Regions from separate parts of the Mus musculus genome. Here all the other regions are linked to region 2. A link is a contact called in public HiChIP or PLAC-seq and promoter capture Hi-C data. All regions are on one chromosome and are shown on one strand. The core of a region is the stretch at or near the end of the contact, and the rest is flanking DNA. Distances in the headings are between cores, read along the strand shown. Region 1 holds the start of Ccpg1 (cell cycle progression 1). Region 2 holds the start of Prtg (protogenin). Region 3 has its middle 6.6 kb from the start of Gm23057. Region 4 holds the start of Pigbos1 (Pigb opposite strand 1).

Region 1 (3,230 bases), core at 329-2,828, 180 kb after region 2:
AAGGTGTGGTAGAACACACCTTTAATCTGGGCTACACCTTCTGCTGGAGACAATATAAGGACATTGGAAGAAGGGAGTCTTGCTCTTGCTCCTTCGCCTGCTTGCTGTGTGAGACTGAGTGAGTAACTGCTGGATCCTTGGACTTCCATTCACAGCTGCGACTGAACCATTGTTGGGAATTGGGCTGGGGACTGTAAGTCATCAATAAATTCTTTTACTATATAGAGACTATCCATAGGTTCTGTGACTCTAGAGAACCCTGACTAACACAATCACCTTCAGGTCTAGATTTAATGATTTTAAAAAGTCACTTCAATAATCCAAGTCACCAGGTGTCTTATCTACACCAAGTCATGGGGGACCGTGCTATCTCGTCTACAGCTCATAAGTAATCAAAGTAAGTACCACTTTACAAACCCACTCACTGTAAAGCCAGCTTTGTTATTTAAATTTTCGCCTGTTCACCAAGTTGGAAGAGCAGAGTGTAGTAGCATAGGCCTGTAATCCTAACACTTGGGAAATAAAGGCAAGGGGTTCTGGAATTCAGTGCCAGCTACACAAAGAATTTAAAGTCAGCCCGAGTTACTCTGAGAAGCTCTGTCTCAAAAAAAACCCACCACCCAGAACTCCCCTCTCACCCAAACAAAAACGAGGGGTTAGGGATCTACCTCCTTTGTAGAGGGCTTTCTTAGCTTGTGTGAGGCTTGAGGTTCAATCCCTAGTTACAGCAACACAAATATCAGATCTAAATGTGAACTAGCTTTTGCCCAACATCAGCTTGTTGAATGGTTTCCTTTACTGTTTACTCACTAGACAGGTAGGGGACAGAGGAACGGTAACTTCCCTCTGGGGTGAGTGCACTCCTATTCACCCTCTTCCATCCTTTTAGACTAGGCATACTCTAAGTGACAAAAACATGAAGGTTCTAGGGCTGGGAGGTGTAGTTCAGTAGAACAGAGATTACCTACCATGCACAAGTCCCTGAGTTCGATCCCCACGACTGCAAATAGATAATGCAAAACAAAAACCATCCTGGACAAAAGATCATTTGTAGTGAGGTGCCTCCTATACACCTTCAGAGTAATTACTTTGTGGATCGTGCATTTAAACTTGTAAATATAACAGCTTGGTGACTAGTGAGTGGGAGTAGATGGTGCCTCAAACACTATTATGAATTCGACTTTCAAAAGCATCTAGCTCTCTGCCCAAACCCACCAAGTCGCAGTCTGTCTCTCTCGCCATCTTAATCTCTTCGGCAAAAGCAACTCTTTCCTGATAGCGAGAAGTCTGGCGAAGGCGTAGGGCCCAGTCTTCTTACAGAACCGACGGAAAGCAACAGCAAGACGATCGGAGTCCCGTAAACTACAATTTCTGGGGAGGAAGACGGTGGGTGGAAACCCTCCGTCTTCCAGTGTGGCAGCCCGTCTCCGTGGCAACCGGCTGCAGGCGTGGGAGCCCGGATGTTGTGGAGATCCGCAGTCGCTCCGCCCAGCTTCCGGTAGCCTCAGGGGTGCGGGCCGTACGCATCTTCGGGAGTCGTAGTTCTTTTTGCTCGCCGCGAGCTGGCAGGAGACGTAGGAGGAACTTCAAGTCCCAGCATGCCTTGCTGCGCCGCGCCTGCCACCGCTTCCCCGCTGCGGACGCCTGCGAGCAGGTTGTTGTTTTTATGAGGCGTCACTGGCGTCTGGAGCGCGGACGCCGCCACGGTGACAGCTGGCGCGGTCGGGCGGAAGAGGCGCTGTCTTCGGGTAAGACCCTGGGGCGCAGGTCGGGCTGATGGGGCGGCCGCGGGCTGCAACTCGTACCTTCGGGCGCAGCGCCGGGAGGCTTTCTCCTGGTGGATGCCTTGGTCCTCGGGCGACCTCGGGCGGAGGGCGCGACCTGGCAGGTGTTAGGCGCGGGCTCGCAGGCTGCAGCCCCGCGAGCTCGGAGCTGGGCGCCCCGGGATTCAGGTGCAGCTGCATCCGTATGCTGAGATGCCGCGTGCGTCACTCTGAGCCGGCTCGGAGGTCCCAGGTGTCAGGAATAGAAAAGTGTGCACCCCAGAAGTATACTCCTATTCAGCCCCGAAGCCTGTTCTCCGCCCGTTCTTCACGCTTCCCCTCCGGGTCCTTACCAGCGTTTGTTAGGCTGACGGCTTGTCCTAAGTAGCAGCTGCGCGTGTGTCGTTTGTGTTTACCTCTCATTTATCCCAACTCTGCCAGGGGCAGCGCCCGAGTTCTAGACCGCAACCAGCTGGGGTGTTTTCCTTAAGGGTGAACCATCATGCACTGCCCTCTCCCACTTTTGCTTTATTGGCTGTATGGGGCTGCTTGTCCCTAGAAAGGGCAACCAGTTGGTTATTCTCAGTTAGGGGTGCTATGAGACCTTTCCAGCAAGGTCACATAATGTTTGAAATGTCAGCACTAACTATCTTAAAGACCCAATATTTTTTCTTTCGCCTTTTTTTTTTTTTTTTGGAGTGGGTGGATTGGGTTTTTTTGGTTTGTTTGTTTTTGTTTTTTGAGGTAGGGTTTCTCTGTGTATCTCCACCTATCCTAAAACTTGCACTGTAGTCCAAGCTGACCTCCAACTCAGAAATCCGTTTGCCTCTGCCTTCTGAGTCCACCGACTAACTTTAAGATCCCAATCTTAATAGGTCTTAGATTTCTCAGGGGATATTTATCATGTATAACTGGTGTGAGTAGTTTGCTATTCTGACAAGCTCAAGTCACAGGGGAACTGAGAAGGTTGTTAAGGGTGAGTTAATGCTTTTGGCTTTTTTTTCTTGCTGTGTATCTCTGGCTGTCCTGATACTAATATATCCCAGGCTAGACCTGGGAGTTCTCTTGCCTAAGCGTCCTAGGCACTGTGATCGTAGTTGGGTACCATGGAGCCTGCTGTAAATGCTGTTTTAACCCTGTTACACCAAAGTTGAAATTCCAGTTAAAGGTGGTACCCCAGATATTTAGAAACTGAAGCAGGGGAATGGCAAGTTTGAGACCACTTGAGCAATATAGTGGAGAGCATATTTCTGTATAAAAAGACCGGAGAATGTAGTTCTTTGGTACAGTACTTGCTTAATGTATGTGAGGCCCTGAGTTTAAGCCCCAGGATGATCAGAACAACTCCTAGAACCAGTTTTGTACTGTAAGCCAAAGAATAGACTGTTGTGTTTCCATTGGAGTTTTAAGGATATTTAGTTATGAAGGTGATTGTCTAGGATGTGAAACTAAACTGACCTCTTTACG
Region 2 (3,652 bases), core at 989-3,488:
AGCTAGAGTCATTTGGGAGAGGGAAACTTAATTGGATAAATGTTCCCGTCATACTTGAATGTGGGCAAGCCTGTGGTTCATGCTCTTGACTAAGGATTGATGCAGTGTCTCTGTGGGCGGTGCTACTTGTGGGTTTGGTGGTCCTGGATGCTGTATTAAACAAACAAACCACACACACACACACACACACTCACACACACACACTCACACACACTCTCACACTCACACACACTCGCATGCACACACACTCACACATACACACACACTCACACACACACACACACACACACACACACACACACACACACACACACACACATTCTCTCTGACCAGCCAGGAAATGGTACTCCTCAATGATCTCTCCTTCCTGCCTCCAGGTTCCTGCTCTGACTTCCCTCAGTGATGGATTGTTGGCTGTGAGATAAAATAAACTCTTTGCTCCCAACTTCTCTATTAACCTCACAGGTTCATCATGGGAGGCCAAGGAGTACATATGAAAACTTTTGAGCAGACCACAAATGTTATACATGGTCAGAGGAAGTCTCTTCCTGTCCAGTGTAGTGCAGTAAATACACGGTCAACTTGGTTCAGCATGGTGTTTAAGGAACATCATCTTTCTTCATTTTGTTTCAATGCAAATACTGTTCCTCAAAGCAGCACCAAGTCCCAAGTCATTAAAGACCCCTGGCTGTAACTGAATAAGAACATCTTATTAACACATCTTATCCAGGAAACAGAAACACTTGGGGTCTGTTGGGACTAAGAAGCCCAGAGGGAGAAGAAAATAATCATAATAGAGAAAAATCTAGCCAGTCTGGGAATGCTGGCTCAAACCTATGCCAGCCAGTCTGGACAGCATAGGAGTGAGGCCCATGTTTGTCTGGACTGCAAATGAGACCCCGTTTCAAAACAACCCAAACAAAAATGTAATTTAAAAGGCAATAGTTCCATATGTCATTTTTCTTTCTATTCGAATTTATATTCTGAGGTTTAGAAATTGTCCAAACTCATCTAAATTATAAGACAAATTCGGACGCAACTGTTATTTTACACGGGGTTAAAATGAAATTGTAAAGTAGACTGACTTTTCTTTAAGTACATTTTAGAGTAAGTGCGGGAGTCCTAAAGGCTTTCCAAAACCACTCTCCCCTCTCTCACTCCCACCCTCCTCCCCGCATGCAATCAGGAGGATTCCTGGAACTTGCTAAAGGCAGTTAGTGACAAAAGCTAGATTTCCGTCAGCGGCTTTAATTAAAGTTAGCTTTTAGCCTGTGCCCTCGTCATGTGCCAAAGATTTAGATCGGGATTAGCAAACGCTAATCCACGTGTAAAAGCTCTGTAGGCTCCATACGGTACCCCCCCCTCCCCCCGTTAGCCCGCCCTCTTTAAATGTACGTATCGACTCCTCTGGGTTATCCTTAATTAATTTCAAGAGCTGTGAACAAATTCCCATCGTTGGTGTCTTCTTTCATCAGCCTAACTTTTAAGCAGGTAACCCCCAAAGTCTGGCCTCGCACAGCAAGCCCTGGATAGCCCCTGGTCTCACTTCTACTCTCTCTACTTTCTGAGTTTAGTTCTCACATTAAAAACTTAATTAGCTTGAAGCAGTGTTAAAACGTCCCCCGCCCCCCAAAGTAACTGCTAATTTTAGGGCTCTCTAAGATGATTTTGAAGCCAGGGCTGGATCTGATGAGACCAGAGAAGATAAGAACAGTCTCCAAATGTGGGTGGTAGTTGGGGGGTGGGGGTTGTCGCCATAGGATGCCTCCGGGGGCGCTGACAAGCCTCAGAAGTGGGAACTGGGTTTCCCTGAACAGGGCCTGGGCTGGTGAGCAAGGCAGGGGGATGGGCAGGGGCCATCAGGGGAGAAGTCTCCGGCCTTTCCACATCTCTCAACACCATCCCTCCACCCCAACCCCCTCCTCCGTGCAGAATCTTCAACTGGCCCGCAGGAGGGAGAAGGGCCCCGGGGGGCTGGCCGCGGCCAGGAGGATTGGCCTTTGTGGCCCGGTGGCCGGCCGTGGCGCGCAGGCCGAGGGGCGGGGGCTTGACCCCCAGGTGCATTGTCCAGCGGGGCCCTCCCCCTGTCCCCGGGGTCGCCCAGGCGATCTCAGCGTGTCCCTCCGCCAGCAGCGCCGACCTCGCCGTGCGGGGCCCAGGGGCCAGATGTAGAAAGTAGTCCCCGGCCGGCCAGGCTGTCCACTGCGCCGCCCTCTACAGCCTCCCTCCGCCCCCGGCTGGACGCGGCGCGCGTGGTCCCCGCGGCCTGGCGCACTCGCGGGGCTCCGTGCGCCTGCAAGCGGCGCGTCGCCTTCCCACGCCGGAGCAGCGGGTTGCAGCAGGAGCTGCGGGTCCAGGAGAGCAGCGGGAGCAGCGGGCGCGGGCGAACAGCCCGGGAGCATGCCCGCGCAGCCCCGCTGAATGGCGCCTCCCGTGCGCCCGGGGATGCTGCCCCTGCTGCTGTTGCTGCTACTGCCGCCGCTCGGCTCGGTTCCAGGTGGGCGCGCTTCCCATGCGAGTGTGCGCGACCGTGCGCGGGGAGGGGGACGGGCAGGGATGCCCCGGGTGGTGGGGCTGGCCAGGGTTCTCTCCGGATGCGCTCTCGGAGCGCTCCGAGGCCGAGGCCGAGTCTCCCTGGATCCGCTGACCACTAGCCCAGTTCATGCCATTGTCCGAGCTGCGGCCAGCTGGGGGCTCCGCGCTGCCTCCCCGGCCGCGGCCGCACGTGGTTTTATTTATATTGTTTCCTGAGTGGCAGCCTCTCCACGCAGGGGGGCGCCGCGGTTGCGCGCCGTTTCCAGGGTTTGCAGTGGGGTTCCTCCAGGTCTCGGTGGCCAAGCGGGGCGCCCCACGTTTTCGAAGCTCCAAACTGAGCAAGAAGATGGGAGGATGAAATTGCAAAGAGAAAGTTGTATGGCCCATTTATGCCCCAAGAGAGGCAAGGAGAAAGGTGTCTGAATAGAACTTACTTTCTGTATGTAGGTCTTTGGGTTCCCAGCTAGAGGTCCCTGAAATCTCTAGATTAACCTTGCACAAACTTGCATAAATTTATTTATTTCCCTTTCTGCAGTCTTGGTTTCTTCAAGGACAGGAAAATGTAAAGTGAATATTAGGGAAAGGAGGGTCTTTGACGAGAGGGGCTTGAGTTATTCATTTATAAGTTACCCTCACTGGTCTCTTCCTCCTTCTCCTTCTCCCCTTCTTTCCCCTCCTCCTTCTCTTCTTTTCTTTCTTTTTTTTTTCTTTCGTATCTTTTTTTTCCCCCCCTGGAGGAGTTAGTTTCAGTTAGCAAGAGAAAGGATCAAAGTGGGATGCGGCTCAGAAACACAATGGGCGTCTTCCGGAGTGGTGCACGCTGCAGGGCTGTTGGGGTAGCTGCCCAAGGCAGACCTTAGGGGAAGTCTGGAGCCCCAGACTCTGAGGTTTTCAGGATCTATCTTGATCAGAAACAGATAAATCATTACTGAGTATTTGTAACCAGGGCCTCGAACTGACCAGAAGAAATGTTTAAAAAAAAAAAAAAAAAAAAAAAAAACAACTCCCACCAAGACCCCCACTTTTTTTGTTGGCTCAAATCAACAAGCTTTTGCTCTGATGGCAGGAGTGCTTTATTCTGGGGGACCTGGGGCTTGTGTATGCTTGGATAAAGCAT
Region 3 (3,705 bases), core at 723-3,222, 170 kb before region 2:
CACGGCCTGGGAGCCGAGAGAAGAGAGAAAACATTGGACCACTTTAGTACAGGGTAACATGCAATGACTGAAGTAGAAAGGCAGTGGAGACGGTGCAGAGACATTTTAGAGGCAGCCTGTATGTGTTCCAATAAATATGTATAAAATGGTAAAGTAAGAGAAAATGTAAACCCAAACTTACTTTTCCTACATTTTTCCACTATAAAAGTTACTCATACTATTAATTTGAGATGCTTAAAAATACAAAAGAGGGGCTGGAGAGATGGCTCAGTGGTTAAGAGCGCTGACTGCTCTTCTGAAGGTCCTGAGTTCAAATCCCAGCAACCACATGGTGGCTTACAACCATCTGTAATGGGATCTGATGCCTTCTTCTGGTGTGTCTGAAGACAGCTGCAGTGTACTTACATATAACCATAAATAATTCTAAAACAAAACAAAACAAAAAAAAGCCAGATGGTGCTTTTAATCCCAGCACTCTCCAGCCTGTTCATACAGTGAGTTCCAAGACAGCTAGGGCTACATGGAGAGAGTGAGTGAGAGAGAGAGAGAGAGAGAGAGAGAACGAGACATGGCACCATCTGCCTATACTCTGGACACTCAGAAGACTGCGTTTTGGGGATCACAAAGCTGGGCTAGGCTTGGCTATGTAGTAAGAACCTGTCTCAAAAGACCAAAATAATTATAATAATTATTATAATTCTAATAGAGCAATAATGTAAATTCACTTGCTGTAAATGAAAGGATATAGGTTACATAAAATGAGGATATTCAAATACTGTTATAAAGTTAACTCTAAAACATCAGCCTGTAAGTTTTATTAAGAGTCCATTACTTAAGCATCAAATGTATTCTGTTCCCATATGAAATATCCAGTTAAGACAGGGCTTAAAAACTGGTTACTTGGAATCTGATGTAGCTGCACAGGACCAAAATAGTCACAAGACTGTAACAGCTGAGAACTCTGCACAGGAGCAGACAGACCAGCAAATGGCTGCCCGTAAGGCAATATGACGGACACAGTACCTTTGGGGCTTTGGTAGCGAGAGGTTTTGAAATATGTTGATGTGCTTTTTATTTTTGTATTTCTTGCTCATGACTTTTACTCTAGTTTAAACATCACTGCTTTCAAAAGTTCTGGGGCTTTTATAGCTGGGACGCAAAGAATTACTCGTTTTCTCTTGAACATCATTTCAGAAGGTCTTCAAAGCCTGATCTCTCCATTATATTCTAATCAAGAAAACACTTCAAGAACCCTCAGTGAGCCAGGCAGTGGTGGCGCACACCTTTAATCCCAGCACTCGGGTGGCAGAGGCAGATGGATCTCTGAATTTGAGGCCAGCCTGGTCTGTCTACAGAGCAAGTTCCAGGATAGCCAGGCCTACACTGAGAAATTCTGTCTTAAAAAAGAACAAAGAAAGAAAAGAAAGAGGAGGGGGAGGGGGAGGAGCTTAGCTGTTAGAGTGTTTGCCTGGTATACACAAAGCCCCAGCTCCCTATAAACCAGACATGGTGATGCACACGTGACCTCAGCACTCAGGAGCTAAAGTAAATCAGCAACTCAGACACCCTCTGCTCCTAAGTGAATTTGAGGCTAACCTGGGATCCAGCAGATTGTCTCAAAATGGCAACAACAACAACAACAAAAACCCTTACGGGGGTGTGTGTGTGTGTGTGTGCGCGCGCGCGCGCGTGTGCAATACTGAACAGATAATTAGATGCACAAGAAACAGAGGCAGTGAGAAAGCAGACTGGACGCTGAAGATCTCTCAGAAACCGATTACAGCAAGACCAGAGAGGCTGGGAGATGATCCTAGGAGGAAGCTGGAGCCGCGGTGGAACGCGGCAGTGGCCAGCACTTTCCACAGCTAGCCCAGAAAATACCCAGACTTCTCCAGGCCCGGCTCGCACTGCTGTCTCGAGGGGATGGACCTAGCTAGGGTTTACAGATCATGTGACCTGCAAGCGGCTAGCTCCGGAGCTGAGAGGGGGATGGGGTGAGGGCAAGAATAACACGTTGCGCAAACAGGCTCAGGGCCTACTGGTTGATAAGAAGGGCCCGCTTGTTCTGTTTCAAACTTACGAAATATCCTCAAATATTTCGATCTGAGGCATGGTATAGTATAGTTTTTAATATAAACCATACGACCATGAGGTCATTGCAATTTCCTGTCACACACAAAAAGGCAATAAAAGACCTTCCTGGTTAGGGGGGAGGAGCCTAGGGAGAAAGCCAGAAGGGTGGAATTCTCCAGCTGGGTGAAAGGGAATCTTAGAGGAGAGGCAGCTCAGGCATTCTTTCTGTCTGGGGACTTGGAAAAACACCCCACACCGAAGGAGGGTTGCAAACAAAACAGCCGGGCTGGAGGAGGGTGGGAGAGCAGAGAGAAGTGGAGTTGGGGCGTGTGAGCTTCAAGGGGCCAGAATATCCTAGATAAATGTTACTGGATTTGAGGCCCCAGCCTGGGCCTCAAGAAAGTATGTTTCGACAACCGTCCTGAGTAAGCCAAAAAAAGCAGCCCAGTTAATAATGAAAACAGAAAGAAGAGATTTTTATTCAATGTGGTCACATTGAGAAGGACAAAGAACTCTAGTGAGCCCGTCCTGATGGAAGGTTCAGTTTTAAGTAGGGGCCAGGCTAAGCAAGCAGTCTGGGGCAGACTGTGGTCCCACCTACCGCTGTTCCTCCTTACCTCTCCCACAACGCAGTCTGACGAATTGTGGATCTCTTTCCTGATTTTATTTTTCCCCCTCTGACTTTCTCTTCTCCCAGCAAGAGCTTTTGGGGAAATTCCCGTTTACTGGGGCCCATTGTTTCAATAGTCTGCAGACCAGAGGGAAGGAAGGACACAGTGTTTCTTTAGAATACCAACCATCTCTGCTTGACTGGTTACAGTAGGTTTCGTGCCTTTGGTCGGGGTCCACAGCTACATTTGAAGACCTGTAGATCCCAAAGGGTTGGACGTAAGTCTGGGAGAGCTATACCCCAAGCAAGGGGCCACGGCAAATACAGGAGGCATCCAGGGCAGAAGATAGTAATCCCAAAAGCAAATGGTACCCACAGTAGAGAAAAGTACCTTAGTGGAGGCTAGCAAGCAGAGAGGGCAGAAGGGCCTCCCTCCTCAGTGCAGAACTAAGTGGTGTCACATACCCTCTGCCGCCTGCCACCTGCACTCAGCCTGAGGTATAAAGGGAAAGAATGCCTGAGGAGTTCCTAAAGATAGACTCTGAATTAATCCAAAAGGAAAGGTCTAGAGGTGGTGACATGTTCTTAAAGGGGCAGGGTGAAAGTTTCCACAACTTGTAGAATTGTGGGGTGTTCTGTTTTTTTCACTGACATATTAACAGAGTTAAATATCTTTGCCCTTGAGTCATTTTAACCATAAACTTCAAACCTGGTGCCTGTGTACACATTCAGACAAGTGTACCGGCCCCGAATTTAATTAAACACACACAGCTGAGTCAAGGTGCACACACCCAGTCCCAGATACTCATGAGGTTCTTTTAAAACCATCCTGTTCAACATGGTGAGACACTATCTGAAAAACAAAAACAAAACAAAAAAACAACCTTAGGGAACATACACAGGCACGCATAATAAATCTACACAGAGAACTTCACACACACACACACACACACACACACACACACACACACACACGAGAGAGAGAGAGAGGGAAAGAGAGAGAGAGAGAGGGAAAGAGAGAG
Region 4 (3,581 bases), core at 496-2,995, 230 kb after region 2:
TCTCTATCCACCCTTGTGTGAGTCTCAGGGACAGGATTATGGTGGCCGTGTTCGCAGGCTGTTACTAGCGGAGCCATCCCAATGACCGGGCTTTGTTTTGAAACAGAGCTAGTCCAGGCTATCCTTGAACTTCCGATCCTGCTGCTTCAGCCTCCCAAACGCTGGGACGGATTGTGCTTTTTACTTTCTCTATATCCGGGGGCTACAAATCATTTAGGTGTATATACTAATTCAAAGGCAGCGTCAAGTCATTTGTTGGTGTTCTTTTGTTGTTGGTGTTTTGTTTGTTTGTTGATTTTTGTTTGTTTTCCGAGACAGGGTTTCTCTGTATAGCCCTGGCTGTCCTAGAACTAGCTCTGTAGATCAGGCTGGCCTCAAACTCAGAAATCCACCTGCTTCTGCCTCCTAAATACTGGGTGGGATTAAAAAGTCATGTGATACCATGCCTATATTTTCTTTGTGTGTGTGTGTGTGTTTTTCTTCTCTGTCAAGTCTGTGTCAAAGGGAGACATACGGTAACTATCAGCACACAACAACAGCATACTTGGTTGAGCTGAAATTATTCAAAGAATTACTGAAAAGATATAATCATGAACTGAGCTCCTAAGATGAAGACACACTCAGAGTGGAAAAGAAACCATAAAGGATATCTGAAAACCATGCGGTGTGCAACTTCGAGGGACTGCCAGTATTCATCAGGAACAAAGCTTGTCTGCACTAAGAAGCAGTTAAGTATTCGCAGAGCGATGGTAAACAAGACCAGGTAAGTGTTTTCTCCAAGAAGACCTGGAAAGCAAATCAAAGCAGTAAGTGTGGCATAAAAGTGAGCGAGTTCCCCCCACCCCCCAATGCCACATGCCCGGTGCACTGGCTCCCTCTCTGTTAACACCTTCCACAGCACTCCACTGAGCTAGCTGAGGCACTAGCTCAGGGGTGGAACTCTTGTCTAGCTTGCTGAGGCCATGGAGTGTTTTCTATTCCCTAGCAATCTGTAGGGAATAGAAAACAACCCACGAACACCTCCCCCCACCGCAAAAAATAGATACAAACCCCACTAAAGAACACACAACGCACACACACACACAATTTGTTAACCACTGGTGAGTCTGAACCTGTTTTACTTGTGAGGATGCTAAGGTTCAGAAACTGCTTTGCCCAACACAAAAATACTGTTACTGACTAGGTAGTCGGTCGGCTGTTTCCAAAGTTTGCTTTTCCCAGTGTGCAGGCAGCCTGTATTTTCGCTTTAGTTACCAACAGTGGTGGTGCTTGGAGGTAGGGAAAGATTTTATGTGAAAATCTGTATGCCAGGTGTGATGATGTGACATCACCACACAGCACTGGGGAGACTGATGCAGGAGGATTGAGACACGTCTAAGCACAGTCAGCACAACACAGCGAAGAGACTGTGTTCAGCGAGCCTGAGCTCATTGCCACCACGCTGTGTAGTCCCAGGTGCCCCGAGCTCTGCCGTGAGCCCGGCACTCACCACGGCGCGGAGAGCGTTTCTCCTGCGCGCTCACGTACTGCCTGGACTTCCTCCTCCGCAGCTTCATTTCTCCCGAGCTGCCGTGGAGATTGCGGGAGGCCGGGTTATAGTCGGCGGCCTGGGACTCCATCCTCCCCGGCTACCTGCAGCCCACGGTGCCCGCCCCTCACTTTCTTGTAGGCGGACACATGCCACTAAGATTGGGCCCCGCGAGCCGCCGTCCCTTCGCTGCTCCGGCACTACCGCGGCAGGAAGTGCTGCCGGAAGCGGATGAGTCTCCGGGTGGGTCAGGAGCAAACCTCCCTGACCAGTGTTCAATGCTGGAAAAGACAAAAATAAAGATTCTGGATTCTTTACTCCGCCTGACACACCTCGCACAGCGCCCGCCGAGGAGGCGCTCGGAGGTAACAGAGCAGAGGGAGGCAGTGCATCGCTGAGGACCAGCTCCCGGGTGACCGCGGTGCTCATCCCTCACGCCACGTCCTCGCGTGGGAAGTTTCATCACGGTTCTTACAATAATAGGAAAAAGTTATAACTCAATGAATTTTTATTATCAATTTTTTACCACCCCAATGGATTTCTCTATCCCTAATTATCTATTTTCTAATCAACTTTTTATTTTCTGGAGTCGATCTCACTATGTAGATCAGACTGGCCTTGAACTCGGGAGAATTACCGTCTCTGCCTCATGAGTGCTGGGATTTAATGCCTAAGCCACCACACTCTGTCTCCTCTTATCTTTGTGACAGGGCCACAGTCTTATATAACCGTGGCTGGCCTGGAACTTGCTGTGTAGACCAGACTGGCCTCAAACTCCTGCCTCTGTCTTATGGATGTTGGGATCAAAAGCATGGGCCATCATGACCAGCAATCAAGGCATTTAAAAAATTAGTTGGTGGGGGCTGGAGAACTGGTTCAGGGCTTAAAAACACTGACTGCACTTGCAGAATACCCATATACTAGCCTGGTGTCTCCGAGGGTACCAGGCATGCGTGCTATTGCAGATACATACATGAAGACGAACACCCATACACATAAATTGTCTTTTGTGTGGTCAACTGTATAATCCAGGAGAAGACATGCTTTTCTTTCCTCGGCGAGCTTAAATTATGCCTGAGAACTATTTAGGGCAAGCTCCTTACAGTACAGGAAGGAGTTGCTGATTATTTTTGTGACCTGAGGCTTGGATTAAGGATCCATATCGGAGTCCAGAAAGTGTGTGGCTCCTTCCCTGTGCTCTCTTCATTCACAGCCTCTGACCCAGATGCTGAGGGGGTTGACACGGAAAGTGCTGTGTTGTTCATTTGTCACTTTCTACTGTTTTCAGTTGTTGGATCGAGAAGCAAAATCTTCTACACCCCCACCCCATTTTTCTCAAAGAAGGCATGCAAATGATTTGCGTTTGATTTCTCCTAAAATATCAAAAGAACTCAACATAATTTGCTTTTGCTTTTTTTGAGATAGGCTCTTACTATGTAGCCTTGGCTGGCTTGGAACTCAGCTCTTTAGACCAGACAGGCCTCAGACTCACATAGTCTCTGCCCACACCTGGTGCTGGAATTAAAATCCTGCACCACCACACCTGGCTCAGTGAAGTTTTACAGCCTCTTAAAAATCGCTTTTGTCATACAGCTTGCTTAAAAGAGTTACAGCTACTGCAGAAGGCATAGTGAGGTCACTTGTCCCCTCTCTCTATCATCCTTTAGAGGAAGCTTAAACAGAGACACTCACTTCTGAGTCCTTTCGGGCACCTCTTGGAGAAAAAGTATTAAACGACTTGAAAGCCGTCAGCCATCCCTTCCCCTCCTTTTGCCATTTTGAAAATTACCAGTTTAAACGCTCTGAGAAGACTTCCAGCAGCCATGTTAGTGGCGCACACCTGTCATCCTAACACTGGGGTGGTGAAGGCAGAATTGTAATCTAGAGCAGCCTGCCTATCATAAAGAACCAGAACAAACACTCAAATGCAAAATAACTCACAGGCAAATACACACAAAATAACTCACAGGCAAATACACACAAAATAACTCCCTGGGAACATCCCCTGATAGAAGAGGATGCATCTCTGTCTCACACCACCCTCAAACTTGCA

What was found. HiChIP or PLAC-seq counts read pairs in DNA pulled down with a chosen protein or histone mark. Capture Hi-C pulls out chosen DNA fragments and counts their contacts.
Region 1: a contact with region 2 is called in a promoter capture Hi-C map of adipose tissue. The contact joins the promoter of Ccpg1 here to the promoter of Prtg in region 2. A contact is called at or near these places in 1 of 39 promoter capture datasets (embryonic stem cells), 2 of 115 datasets of contacts at active chromatin or transcription factors (embryonic stem cells and memory CD8 T cells) and 2 of 9 other capture datasets (adipose tissue and liver).
Region 3: a contact with region 2 is called in an H3K27ac HiChIP or PLAC-seq map of embryonic stem cells, with 10 read pairs. The contact joins the enhancer-like site here to the promoter of Prtg in region 2. A contact is called at or near these places in 2 of 39 promoter capture datasets (cranial neural crest and stem cell-derived epiblast-like cells), 1 of 484 Hi-C or Micro-C datasets (reprogramming fibroblasts) and 2 of 115 datasets of contacts at active chromatin or transcription factors (embryonic stem cells and stem cell-derived anterior neural progenitor cells).
Region 4: a contact with region 2 is called in a promoter capture Hi-C map of liver. The contact joins the promoter of Pigbos1 here to the promoter of Prtg in region 2. A contact is called at or near these places in 11 of 39 promoter capture datasets (the HPC-7 cell line, cranial neural crest, embryonic stem cells and 6 more), 1 of 484 Hi-C or Micro-C datasets (embryonic stem cells), 1 of 115 datasets of contacts at active chromatin or transcription factors (embryonic stem cells) and 2 of 9 other capture datasets (adipose tissue and liver).

What each region holds. Positions count from the first base shown.
Region 1 is chr9:72,983,926-72,987,155 of GRCm38.p6, forward strand. Ccpg1 (cell cycle progression 1) reads left to right here and starts at 1,579. Exons shown (of 9, transcript NM_001286544.1): 1 at 1,579-1,748. Ccpg1os (cell cycle progression 1, opposite strand) reads right to left here and starts at 1,451. Exons shown (of 2, transcript NM_001198789.1): 1 at 1,216-1,451. The coding sequence starts at 1,242.
Region 2 is chr9:72,805,036-72,808,687 of GRCm38.p6, forward strand. Prtg (protogenin) reads left to right here and starts at 2,239. Exons shown (of 20, transcript NM_175485.4): 1 at 2,239-2,497. The coding sequence starts at 2,422.
Region 3 is chr9:72,638,184-72,641,888 of GRCm38.p6, forward strand. No RefSeq gene overlaps it. Among named protein-coding and RNA genes, the nearest start is that of Gm23057, 6.6 kb to the left of the region's middle. RefSeq lists an enhancer at 911-3,283. Within about 2 kb of position 1,973, at least 366 of the 459 cell types and tissues checked have an H3K27ac peak or open chromatin away from gene starts, as enhancers often do. A contact at or near this core is called in embryonic stem cells, reprogramming fibroblasts, stem cell-derived anterior neural progenitor cells and 1 more, where this site is marked.
Region 4 is chr9:73,037,973-73,041,553 of GRCm38.p6, forward strand. Pigbos1 (Pigb opposite strand 1) reads left to right here and starts at 1,746. Exons shown (of 2, transcript NM_001308425.1): 1 at 1,746-1,893. It overlaps Pigb (phosphatidylinositol glycan anchor biosynthesis, class B), which reads right to left and starts at 1,727. Exons shown (of 12, transcript NM_018889.3): 1 at 1,490-1,727; 2 at 651-786. The coding sequence starts at 1,619.